3 separate regions of the Mus musculus genome follow, and all the other regions are linked to region 1. A link is a contact called in public HiChIP or PLAC-seq data. All regions are on one chromosome and are shown on one strand. Each heading gives the region's core, a stretch centred on a gene start, on an enhancer-like site or on the middle of the called end of the contact. The rest is flanking DNA. Distances are from core to core; before and after follow the strand shown.

What was found. HiChIP or PLAC-seq counts read pairs in DNA pulled down with a chosen protein or histone mark.
Region 2: a contact with region 1 is called in an HNF4G HiChIP or PLAC-seq map of pancreatic cancer cells. The contact joins two enhancer-like sites. A contact is called at or near these places in 2 of 39 promoter capture datasets (cranial neural crest and hippocampal neurons), 2 of 115 datasets of contacts at active chromatin or transcription factors (embryonic stem cells and pancreatic cancer cells) and 1 of 9 other capture datasets (liver).
Region 3: a FOXA1 HiChIP or PLAC-seq map of pancreatic cancer cells shows a contact between it and region 1. The contact joins the promoter of Got1 here to the enhancer-like site in region 1. A contact is called at or near these places in 1 of 39 promoter capture datasets (liver), 3 of 484 Hi-C or Micro-C datasets (embryonic stem cells and liver) and 5 of 115 datasets of contacts at active chromatin or transcription factors (embryonic stem cells, extraembryonic endoderm stem cells and pancreatic cancer cells).

What each region holds. Positions count from the first base shown.
Region 1 is chr19:43,883,581-43,887,314 of GRCm38.p6, reverse strand. The region is part of intron 4 of Dnmbp (dynamin binding protein); the gene reads left to right. Among named protein-coding and RNA genes, the nearest start is that of Gm24400, 28 kb to the right of the region's middle. Within about 2 kb of position 2,149, at least 86 of the 459 cell types and tissues checked have an H3K27ac peak or open chromatin away from gene starts, as enhancers often do. A contact at or near this core is called in embryonic stem cells, extraembryonic endoderm stem cells, liver and 1 more, where this site is marked.
Region 2 is chr19:44,312,933-44,316,666 of GRCm38.p6, reverse strand. No RefSeq gene overlaps it. Among named protein-coding and RNA genes, the nearest start is that of Mir5114, 12 kb to the right of the region's middle. Within about 2 kb of position 1,971, at least 328 of the 459 cell types and tissues checked have an H3K27ac peak or open chromatin away from gene starts, as enhancers often do. A contact at or near this core is called in embryonic stem cells, liver and pancreatic cancer cells, where this site is marked.
Region 3 is chr19:43,522,679-43,526,412 of GRCm38.p6, reverse strand. Got1 (glutamic-oxaloacetic transaminase 1, soluble) reads left to right here and starts at 1,808. Exons shown (of 9, transcript NM_010324.2): 1 at 1,808-2,075. The coding sequence starts at 1,958.

The DNA.
Region 1 (3,734 bases), core at 900-3,399:
ATTGCTCACATGTCTGGAATACATATAGTCAGTGTTTATACACGTGTATGTGTGTGTGTGTGTGTGTGTGTATGTGTGTGATCCACTGACTCCCCTTCCCCTTACAGAGCGCCCCACTAGACTGTCACGCGATGGTCACCAAGCCACAGATTTATAGACACTGCTCCTGTTGGATGGATATTTACAAACACTTCAGCTTTAAGGGTGAAACATTCCATCAGTTTCTCCCTTCCAGGTCCCATCCCTCCCATCCATCCAGCAGAGAAGTAGTTACTTTGTAGCTGTACCCAGCCCCTTGCAAGCCAGAGGCCAGGCCTTTCCCCTGCTCTCTCTCTCCCCTCCTCTCACCGGAGGCCTGGCGGGTTCCTTCTCTGTGCACCTCTGTCTTGGGGCGGTTGGGTCCAGTCTGTTTTAGTTTTGGACCTTGGCCCTAAGGTGTGGTCCCTGAATTTAGGAGGCCTTCTCTCTTGAAGTGTTAGGTTTCTATGAAAACGGAGGAGGGTGAAGCTCCTCACAGGGAGGCAGGCTGTCTTCACTGGCGTGCGTAGGATTTGAGGGGATTTCTCCATAGGTGTTGGGGTCTTCCCCTCAGTGGCGAGTCCTCCCTTATACCTAGCCCTTTTCTGGCTTACAACTGGAACTTTGGCTTCTGGTCCAGGCTACTTGTTGGCTGTCTTCTGTTAATTTATTCCCTTACTTGTCAAAGGCTGGCAACTGTCTCAGGAAGCAAATGTGTAAATACAAATGTGGCCGAGTTGCATTTTCTTGTTTTGAGTCACGTCCTCTTCAGTTTCTGCTGCTTTTGATTGTTTCGTAATGCCTACATATAATTATGGTTTTAATGCCATGTCTGGAGCTGTTAGTTAGTTATCAGCTGTTAATTAGGAAGGTCCCCGGTTGGTTATCTTTAAGGTTTTATGCTGGCTAAGAACGTAATTGGCTATGACAGAAAAGGGCCTGGTGTGTCAAATCCTGGGTCTCAAATTCCACGTTACCTGTGTTGATGTAAGTGACCTGAGGGTCCGGAGAGGAAGCGTTTCTTACAGAGACGAATCTGAAAGCAGGACTGTGTGGGGGCCGAGGCTAAGGCTCCAGGTTGAGAGAGAGCCATGACTGGGACTTTTTATATTAATTCTAGAAGGACCCTTCATGCCAACAGATCTAATGTTTCTAATAAGTAATGGGTAACTCTCACAATTGGGTTATCTTATTTCTTTATATGTATGAGTGTTTTGCCTGCATGTATGTCTGTGACCAATGTCAGAAGATGTCAGATCTCCTGGACTGGGAGATCACAGGTGGCTGGGAGCCACCATGTGGGCGTTAAGAATCAAACCCAGGTCCTCTGCAAGAGCAACGAGTTGTCTTAACTGCTGAGCCGCTCTCCAGCACTTGTGATTGGGTCTTAAAGTGTATTGAGTGTATTTAGTGAGCTGCAGCCAGCACTTCTGAAAAATAAAAGCAGCGCGCTCCCCCCCCCCTTTTTGTTTGTTGCTTTCTGTTTATTTGCTTGTTTTGAGACAGGGTCTATGTAGCCCTGGCTGGCTTGGAACTTAGCATGTAGCCCAGGCTGGCTCCTCCTCTTCCTGCCTCTGCCTTCCGAGTACTAGGATTAAGTCCATGCCACTATGCCTGGCTTTTGTTGTCGCTTCTTTACTGTTGTATTGAGTTGGTCTCTCTCAAGCCAGGTTGGCCCTAGAACTTATTATATAGTCTAGACTCACATTAAACTCACAGCAATCTTTCTGCCTCAGCCTCCCTCTAGCCCCCGAGTGCTGGGGCTACAGGGGTGATCCACTACATCTAACTAAAATAAGAGTTAATGGTAAAATTTAAAAATACATCTAGGATTGTCAAAAAGCATGTTTTATGTATGTATGTGTGTGTGTGTGTGTGTGTGTGTGTGTGTGTGTGTACTCAAATCCAAACTACCTAACTAATGTGAAAGGAGGAAGCACACACAGCAAGGCAGCTCAGACAGCCTCGATCAGAAGGCACTTGCAATCGCTCAGGCCAGCACTTCTGCTTCATTACCAGGGCTGAAGCCAGAAGACTGGATTCATTCTGCTTAAACAAACTTAGAAGAGAGGGAAGTCCTAGAGACAGGGGGTAGAGCACACATGCAGAGCACACAACCTGCAGGAAGGGCGTGCGCTGAGCAGAGATTCAGTTTGGTTGCGGGTGGGGCACAGGACAGCAGAGGCATGGGGCTTGTTACAGGGAGTGTGCGCTTCTTTTCCTGTTACGGGGATAAAATACTCTAACAAAAGCAACTTTAAAAAGGAAAGGGTTATTCTAGCTGACAGTTCAAGGTACTGGACTGTCAACATAGGGAAACCGAGGCAGCAGGAGCTTGAAGTGTGTGGTTGAATTGTATCCACAGTTGCGCCCCTCCCCCAGGAAATGGTCACATTGTGTCCACGGTCAGAAGGGGAACAGTGCAGCACGTGCCTTAGTGATTATCAGATCTTCTCAGTGTTATACAGTGCTGAGTTCCCAGCCCAGGGAATGGTCCTACCCTCAGTGAAGATGGGTCTCCTACACCAATCAATAAGATTAAGATGCCAGAGTCCTGTTGTCCCAAAGACAGTATACTCTGTCGAGCTGATGATTAACACTAACGGCCACAGCCCCACCCCTTGCCAATTCAACACCTACACACACCACTCCCTTTTAAAGGTTAATAGTCTATATAATTCTTAAATTTATTATTAGGGTGGCATGTGGAGGTCAGAGAACAACTTTGTGGGGTTGGCTCATGCCCGCCACCTCTTTGCAGAGGCAAGGGATCAAAGTGAGGATTCTGGCTTGTAAGTTAGATGCTTTTACTCACGGGGACATTTCTAGCCTATGCACATCCCTTCTCAGCCATAACTTTCCACCCCTCGCTCCCATGGGCTCAAGACCATGTTACAATGTAAGCGGTATTCATCTCATCTCTCCAGTTTCCTGATGGTGGGTGTGATGTGACTAGCCGCTCTAAGCTCACACTACCTGGATAGCCCCACCACGGGGTAGACTGTTAAAAGTGACACATCCTGCTATAAGATCAGAAAGCAAGTCACCAAATATAAACCAAAGTGTGGGTTCACCAAGTGGGACAGAAGAAGCCAGGTGTGACCCCCAGAAAAAAAGATCGATTAACACTGGCACGTGCCTGTAATGTCAGTACTTAGACAAAAGCAGGAAGAATGCTGAGTTCCAGGCCAGTGCAATCTCCCCCTAAGGTTTTCTTTCGCTGTGCACAGTGCTACATGTCTGTAATCCCTGCACTTGGAAGGTAAAGGCCAAAGGATCAGGAGTTAAAAGCCAGTCTTAGCAACCTAGTAAGTTCACGGCCAGCCTAGGCTACACAAGCAAACAAGCAAACAAACAAACAAAAACCAAAATAATAAAAAGGAAGAAAAACAGTTTTATTGCCTGATACAAAAATTCTATTAGAATTTTAAAAAAGATTTTATTTGTATTTTTTTTAAGCCATATGCATATGTGTGTGGGTTTGTGCATGTGACCACAGTACCAGCAGAATCCAAAAAGAGTCTCTCTCATCCCTTGGAGCTGGAGTTATAAGGACCGGCGAGCTAGCAAAAGTGAGTGCTGGGAACTGAACTCAAGTCCTGGGAAGAGCAGTGTGTACCCCTTCTGTCTCTCCACCTTCTCAAGAGCCTCTCACCAAGCAGTGGTGACTTGTTTCAAGTAAATCACCTATCTCTGACACATTGCTTTACTTCTAC
Region 2 (3,734 bases), core at 722-3,221, 430 kb before region 1:
GGGCCAGGGAGATAGCTCAGCTGTTAAGAGCACTTGTTTCTTTTGTAGAGGGTTTGATCCCCAGTGCCCACATGGCAGTTCACAACCATCTGTAACTCCAATTCCAGATGATCTGACAGCTTCTTCTGCCTCTTTGAGCACCAGGTACAGACATACACGCAGGCAAAGCATCCATATACGTAAAATTAATGTGAATTAAATCTTTAAAGGGCAACACCTTTTTATACTGTTGGGTCGTCTTTGTGTTTGTTCTTTCTCTTTATTTTTTCCCCAGTCTCCTGCTCTTTTCCCTCAACAGCCTCTCCCTCCTCTTCTTTCTCCTTCTTTCATCCATTGTCTCTCTAGTCTTTCCCTTTCTCTACCCACTGTCTTCATCCCATTCACTCATTCTTCCCACGTGCTCCTTAAATAGCTTTTAACTTCCTAACAGTCTTTTTTATTTATTTTACTCGCTCTGTAGACCAGGCTGGCCTCGAACTCAGAACTCCACCTTGCTCAGCCTCCCGAGTGCTGGAATGAAAGGTGTGCACTAGCTTCACTTCCTAACATTCTAAAGTAGTTTTTAACCATCTTCAGTTCCATGATCATTGGCAATACATTAGCAGGCATTGAAGAAATAAATAAACTCCTAGTCATAGAGGACTCACAAAATCAAGCCAAAAGGACATAAACGATTAAAATGGATTCATAACAATCAACAAGACGGCTCTTACTCCTCACTCCTCTCTCTTTTTGTCTTCTCCTCTCCTCTCTCTCCCTCTTTATTCTCTAGCCTTTCTTCTCTCTCTTTTCTACCTTCTCTCTTTCCCCCTGTCTTTCTATAATAAAGCTCTAAAATCATTTTTTTAAAAAGTCAACAAGACTGAGACAGTAACCAAAAGTTTCCCCAAAAGTCAAAATGTAGCACCAGACTGACTCGTTGCCGAGTTTTATCAAATCTTTAAGGAAGAGGTAATAACCAAGCTCCTTAAACTGTTTCATATGGTATACAGAACACTACCAAGTTCACCCTGCCAAGTCTGCATTACCTTGATATAAAAACTGGTTCAGAGCACACACATTTTTAAAAAAGAAAATTGTCAGCCGTTTTTTCCCCTGATGAACATGGAGACAGAAAAAAAAAATTCTCAATGCAATTCTTGCAAGCCACATTTAAGGGCACGTTAAGATTATGTGTGGTGATTACTGCCTTTAATCCCAGCAAACTTTGTACAACTCCCACTCCCGTGTTAAATACTAACTTCCCGCTCCCAGTCCAAGCCTGCTTTGTTTCAAGCTTCTTATTTTAAGTTGGTGCAGAGGCTGCCCCTGCAGAGCGACTCGAGCTAAAAGCCTGTCATGGGTGCCCCTCCCACCCTGCATCCACTTCACCATTCCAGCATCTGAATGTCTACTCTGCTCCAAAAATACTTTTCAGATGTGTCCTTCCTTTTCCTTCCCCATGCCCCCATCGGAGTCTTTTCAAAGCCTGGAATAAGGCTTCCAGCCCCTGTGGTCCCCTCTGCTATCACAGTAAGTTTCTTAAATATCGAGATTTCCAGACTCTCACCGCCTCCCCTGCATTTTCTCCTCCCACTGCCCACTCCACGCCCCTTCATGCCTGCTGACATCAGCCTGGAAAGTTCCTGATCACATTAATGCTGTGCTTTTCGGAGTGCTCTCCTCTACACCATGACCCAATCTGAGGTCTGTTTTGCTAAGTCCTAGCTCTGCCTCCTCCTCCATAAGCGTTTGCACTACGTAGATGGAAAAAAACAAAACAAAAAAACAAAAAAAAACGTGCGCTGCTTTGCCAGCACACACCCCCACCCCCTTCCTTGGCGAAAGCTGGCGACCAGAGCCCACATTCAAGGTCCGGGGAGCGGAGGCGGGGGGGGGGGGGGGGGTTGTGAGGTCAGGGACTGGGCTAGCCTCCATCTGTGACTGCAAGGTACACCGGCTAGCTTCAGGAGCAGCGCATCCTGATTGGAGCGATGCGTGCAGAGCCCGGTGAGGCCGCTGATTGGCTGCGAGGGGTCAGGCGCTTTGGGCCTGGTGAACGCGAGTGAATCTGGGGCCAATGCTAACCCAGAGTAACCCCGGGAGGGGCCCGCACGCCTGACCCTTGCTTTTCCTCACCCTAGCTGGACCTCTCCCGGGCAGGCACTGGCAGAGGGCCAGGACTGGAGGAAGAGCGTTGCATGTTGCTTCTATTTCAGGCACTCAGCTTAACCTGAGTTGGAGTTTGGTAGGGCTCCATGTACGGTCACCAGGACAGTAATTTATGATGTCACAGGGCTGTGTATGTGTGTTTGGCCGCAGTGGGGTGGGAGGTGCGTTAGTGATCCAGGGAGGTAGCCACACTGCCTGCTCCTGGAAATGGCGAGGTTGGAGGCACGGTTTGAGGCTTTGGCTAAAGCAATCTTGCTACTGGAAGCAGAGCTTCTACTTTACTCCATGGGGTCTGGCCTTCCCCGAAAGCAGAAAGAAAAAAGAAAAAAAAAAGGAGAAATGTTATGGTGAAGGGTGGGTGACACTGTCCATTACTGCTGTTGAAAACTGTTTACTCAAAAAAAAAAAAAGTTAAACAGAATTATTACAGAAGAAATCCCATTCCTGTGTACACAAATCGACAGAGAGCAAATGCTAGAATATACACACACAAATGTGCAGAGCATACTATTCATAGAAGCCGAAAGGGGGGGACAACTCAACTGCTCCCCATAAATACAATGGACTGTTAATCATAATGAGGAGTTAAAAACTGATTTGTGCCAGTGTGAAAATGTTAGGAATCGATCAAAGAAGATAAATCAAAGAAATGACTTAGACACAGATTTAAGCCAGTAGAAAGTCTATTAGCTGGCTGGTACTTACAGACTTGAGCCTTTCTCGGGGTGAGATGTTTGTTTTTAATTATTATTATTATTATTATTATTTTATTTATTTATTTATTTATTTTTTTGGTTTTTCGAGACAGGGTTTCTCTGTGTAGCCCTGGCTGTCCTGGAACTCACTCTGTAGACCAGGCTGGCCTCGAACTCAGAAATCTGCCTGCCTCTGCCTCCCAAGTGCTGGGATTAAAGGCGTGCGCCACTACGCCCGGCTTATGGCATTTTTTTTGTATTTTTTTTTTTTAATATGAGTACACTGTAGCTGTCTTCAGACACACCAGAAGAGGGCATCGGATCCCATTACAGATGACTGTGAGCCACCATGTGGTTGCTGGGAATTGAACTTAGAACCTTGGGCAAAGCGGTCAATGCTCTGAACTGCTGTTCCATCTCTTCAGCTCTCTCAGGGCAAGCTTTTAAGCACACACACACACACACACACACACACACACACACACAATACAAAACATGTCTTTGTTTGACACATTTAGCAAGAACAGTTAGCCAGAAGGGGAACTACAGAAGCCAAAAAGCAAGGCTAGTACATTTACAGACTTCCCAGAGCTATGGCCTTTGATGAATTAGATCTTTGTTTTCATTTTGGCGGGTGGTGCTGCCTATGTGCTGGGTTCCATGACCTGAATAGTACTTCTATCACTTCACCATGTTAGTTGTGTTAAGATTTGGGAGCCAACTAAGGACCAGGTTGGGGGGGGGGGGCGGTGGGGGACCTGTTACAAAGAGACACACAGAATGTCATGCAGGGAGGCTACCAGACACACACAGTATGGCTATTTCTCCGACATAAACAACAACCGATTCATAGGCAGCATATTGGTTGTTGATACAGTGGGAGGGTCA
Region 3 (3,734 bases), core at 559-3,058, 360 kb after region 1:
CCTCTGGTCCCTACACCCAGTTGCAGACATGTACATATTTACCCCTGCACATATGTGCTGCTGTGTACGTAACTCTAACTGAACAGGAACACAGGCGAGCACATGCACACACACACAGAGAAATATTTATTTGTTCTTAGCCAAACCAACAGTGTTTAGGTAACCTAGGGTTGCTTTTCTCCCTGGGAATGACGCAGGGAGTGACCATGACATTGTTGCCTAACGTTGTGAAGACGACACTTCTAAATTAAATTCTAGGAAGGCTAGGTTGCAGAACACCCCTCCCCAGTTGCCCTTCGGCTGTGATTTTTGGACGTACTCAAAGTGCACAGCCGATGGACCTTCCGTATTAGCTTGTGACTCTTAGGGGAAAACATTAATGAAATGCTTTGGGCAGTTTCCTTAAAAAAACAAAACAAAACAAAAACAAGGCGATGTTTCTGGAAAGAAAAAGACAGAAAAGCTTAGCAAGTAGTGCTCAAAGTTCGATGGCTTTTGTTTATCCTCTGAACCGAAAACTCGTGAAGATTTATCATGTTACCCAAAGGAAGCCATGATGCTGTTTTCTCGCAAAATACCAAGGAATTGGCGCCTTCCAGCATTGGGTGAATATGTAGTGGAAGAAACGGAGGGAGGTTTGCCAGATCCCAGGCAAAGCATCATGCCATCTAGGAGGGGGTGTGGACCCTGCGCCATAACAAAGCTAGTATTTAGAGAGCACTTACTGTATGCAACTAAACACTTTATGTGTCTTAACTCACCTAATCCCCACAACAACCTGGAGGAAAACACTATTATCTCCATCTTACAGAGCAGGAACAGGCCTGCCCAAGTAGGTCAGAGTCAGCCGGCATCTAAACCTAACTTGCCTGGCTCCAGAGTTAGGTTCCTACTCATCAGGAGGCTTTCTAAACTTGTAACGTCGACAACAAAACGCCCAAGTACAGGAAAGAGAGATGTCTAACCAAACAGCGTGTTAAGAGGTTTTATGGATGGCTGACAGATGTGAAATCTTCAAGGTCAACAGGTGGAGAAAGGATCTGGACAGAAATAGACTCTCAGGGGAAGGAGCAGCCTGACCTGACAGAAAGAAGCAGCAGTTTGGGTGTGTGCCAATCGATGATGACAGCACGCGTGGGAGGAATGCTGCAGAGAGAGGCTTCGCTAGATCCTTCAAGGTCCTTTAGGGCTAGGCTTTCCCGGCCCCGGTTATCTACCGGGGCTGGGGGTTGGTGTTAAAATTCTCAAGCTAGTATGTGCTCATCCCTTACTTTCTGCAGGGTCTCCCCTGCCAGCGATCAAGGAAGACAACACATCCAGGTTTCTTTCTGGGGAAGCACTGAGTGGAGACAGTCAAGGTCACCCACGATTGGGTACAGTGTGTCCAAGCGGACCACTAGAGTCCTGTGCCAGACACTTGGCTGTCAGCCGGGCCTGGCCAACGCAGGAACGTGCGCACCGCCGGAGCCTGGCGGCGACAGTCACCTGCTCAGCGGGTACAGAAAGACCTGTTCTCTGCTTTCCCCACGGGCGGGCCACCGCCCCAGGTCTCCAGGCCCCAGAAGGTCAGGAGGTTGTCCTCTGGGGACTCCCGCCACCCGCACCATCCTCATCACCCCAAGGAATAAAAGCCTCAGCGATTGGAACACGCTACGCCAATCATCCTAGCCTCTGCCCACACCTCCTCCGGTGTACATTGCATTGGTTGCATCATACAAGCCTCCGATAAGATCCTCTTCTCGAATTGGCTAGTAGAGGCTTGCCCCGCCTAACCCTTCTTAGTCGGAAGGTTGTGATTGGTTAAGCGCGTTGCCAAGCTCCGGACGCGGCTCGACCATTGGAAGCCGCGGGCTGCCCCGCCCGCCGGCGAAGGTGAGAGTCTCCTCCAGTCACCGGACCCCGCACCGCACAGAGCTGCTCCCGGCTCGTTCTCGAGGTCTCGGCACATTCTGTCGCGATGGCGCCTCCATCAGTCTTTGCCCAGGTTCCGCAAGCTCCTCCGGTTCTGGTCTTTAAGCTCACTGCGGACTTCCGGGATGATCCAGATCCCCGCAAGGTTAACCTCGGCGTGGGAGGTAAGGATGCAGTGCCTTGGAATGCGAGCAGCCTGGGGGGAGGTGGGCGTAGGAGGAGCTGAGATTTAGTTTGTGTCTCCCTGAGAGGAGCCCGAGGAGAGAAGGTTGGGACCACGAGGACATCACCAACCTACCCATTTTGCAGATGGCGATACAGAGTCCTTGGAAAGAGGGGGTGTTCAAGGTCACGCAGAACAGGTGTAACATCTGGGACACAAATGTTGTTTTTGTTTCTCCACCCAGTGTTCTTTATAGTACTTGTTCTAAAGCAACGATGGGGATGGTAAGGAGAGAGAAGTATGGTAGCTTTAGCGTCTCGTGGTCAACTGGAACTGGGAATGAAAGAGCTGTTAGCCTAATGGAGCTGTAGTCCGGGTTGAGCGAGTAGCAGACGCCACTTAGGAAGCCTGTTAACCCACATGGGGAAGATGTAGGTTTGGTTTATTCTCAGAGTGGAGCAGATGAGGCGAAGCCCATGCATCTCAGGCCACACACATCTGGGTCTTCATTTCTTGATCATTTGCCTTGAACCAAGTTAGCCTTCTGCCAAGGTCGTTTGTGTTGTAGTTTCTAAAGCCCTTTAACTCGAGCCTCCGGCGACTTCGTCATCACTGTTTGGATGTTTGAAGCTCTACAGAGCTTGGTGTGCATTTGGCCACGTGCAGAGGCCAGCCGAGGAGAGAAGAGTGAGCAGACTGATGCTCTCAGCAGGGAACCAACCGGAACTGAAAGCGCTAGAAGGTTAGAAAGAAGAAATGGAGTTGTTTTGAAGCAGAGGGTGACGTTAAGGGGATTCAGAATCTAGGTTCTTAGAGAGGATGTGCAAATATAGCCCTAGTGTCTCTGTCTCTCTGTCTCTGTCTCTCTCTCGCTCGCTGGCTCTCTTTCATCTAGGTTCTTAGAGAGGATGTGCAAATATAGCCCTAGTGTCTCTGTCTCTCTGTCTCTGTCTCTCTCTCTCTCGCTCGCTCGCTCGCTCGCTCTCTTTCATCTAGGTTCTTAGAGAGGATGTGCAAATATAGCCCTAGTGTCTCTGTCTCTCTGTCTCTGTCTCTCTCTCTCTCTCTCGCTCTCTTTCATCTAGGTTCTTAGAGAGGATGTGCAAATATAGCCCTAGTGTCTCTGTCTCTCTGTCTCTCTGTCTCTCTCTCTCTCTCTCTCTCGCTCGCTCGCTCTCTTTCATCTAGGTTCTTAGAGAGGATGTGCAAATATAGCCCTAGTGTCTCTGTCTCTCTGTCTCTCTGTCTCTGTCTCTCTCTCTCTCGCTCGCTCGCTCGCTCGCTCTCTTTCATCTAGGTTCTTAGAGAGGATGTGCAAATATAGCCCTAGTGTCTCTGTCTCTCTGTCTCTGTCTCTCTCTCTCTCTTTCTCTCTCTCTCTCTCGCTCTCTTTCATCTAGGTTCTTAGAGAGGATGTGCAAAATAGCCCTAGTCTGTCTGTCTGTCTGTCTGTCTGTCTCTCTCTCTCTCTCTCACACACACACACAGACACAGACACAGACACACTTCATCAAGGAATAGGAGTGGCTAAGAGAAAATCCTAAAATGCTGTTTTATTGATGGTGTCTGGACATAAATGATACCTAGCATTTTCCCAATTTCTATGTATGTTTGAAAGTTTTCAAAATAAAAAGCATAAAAAGGTCAGCATTCGCTGCTT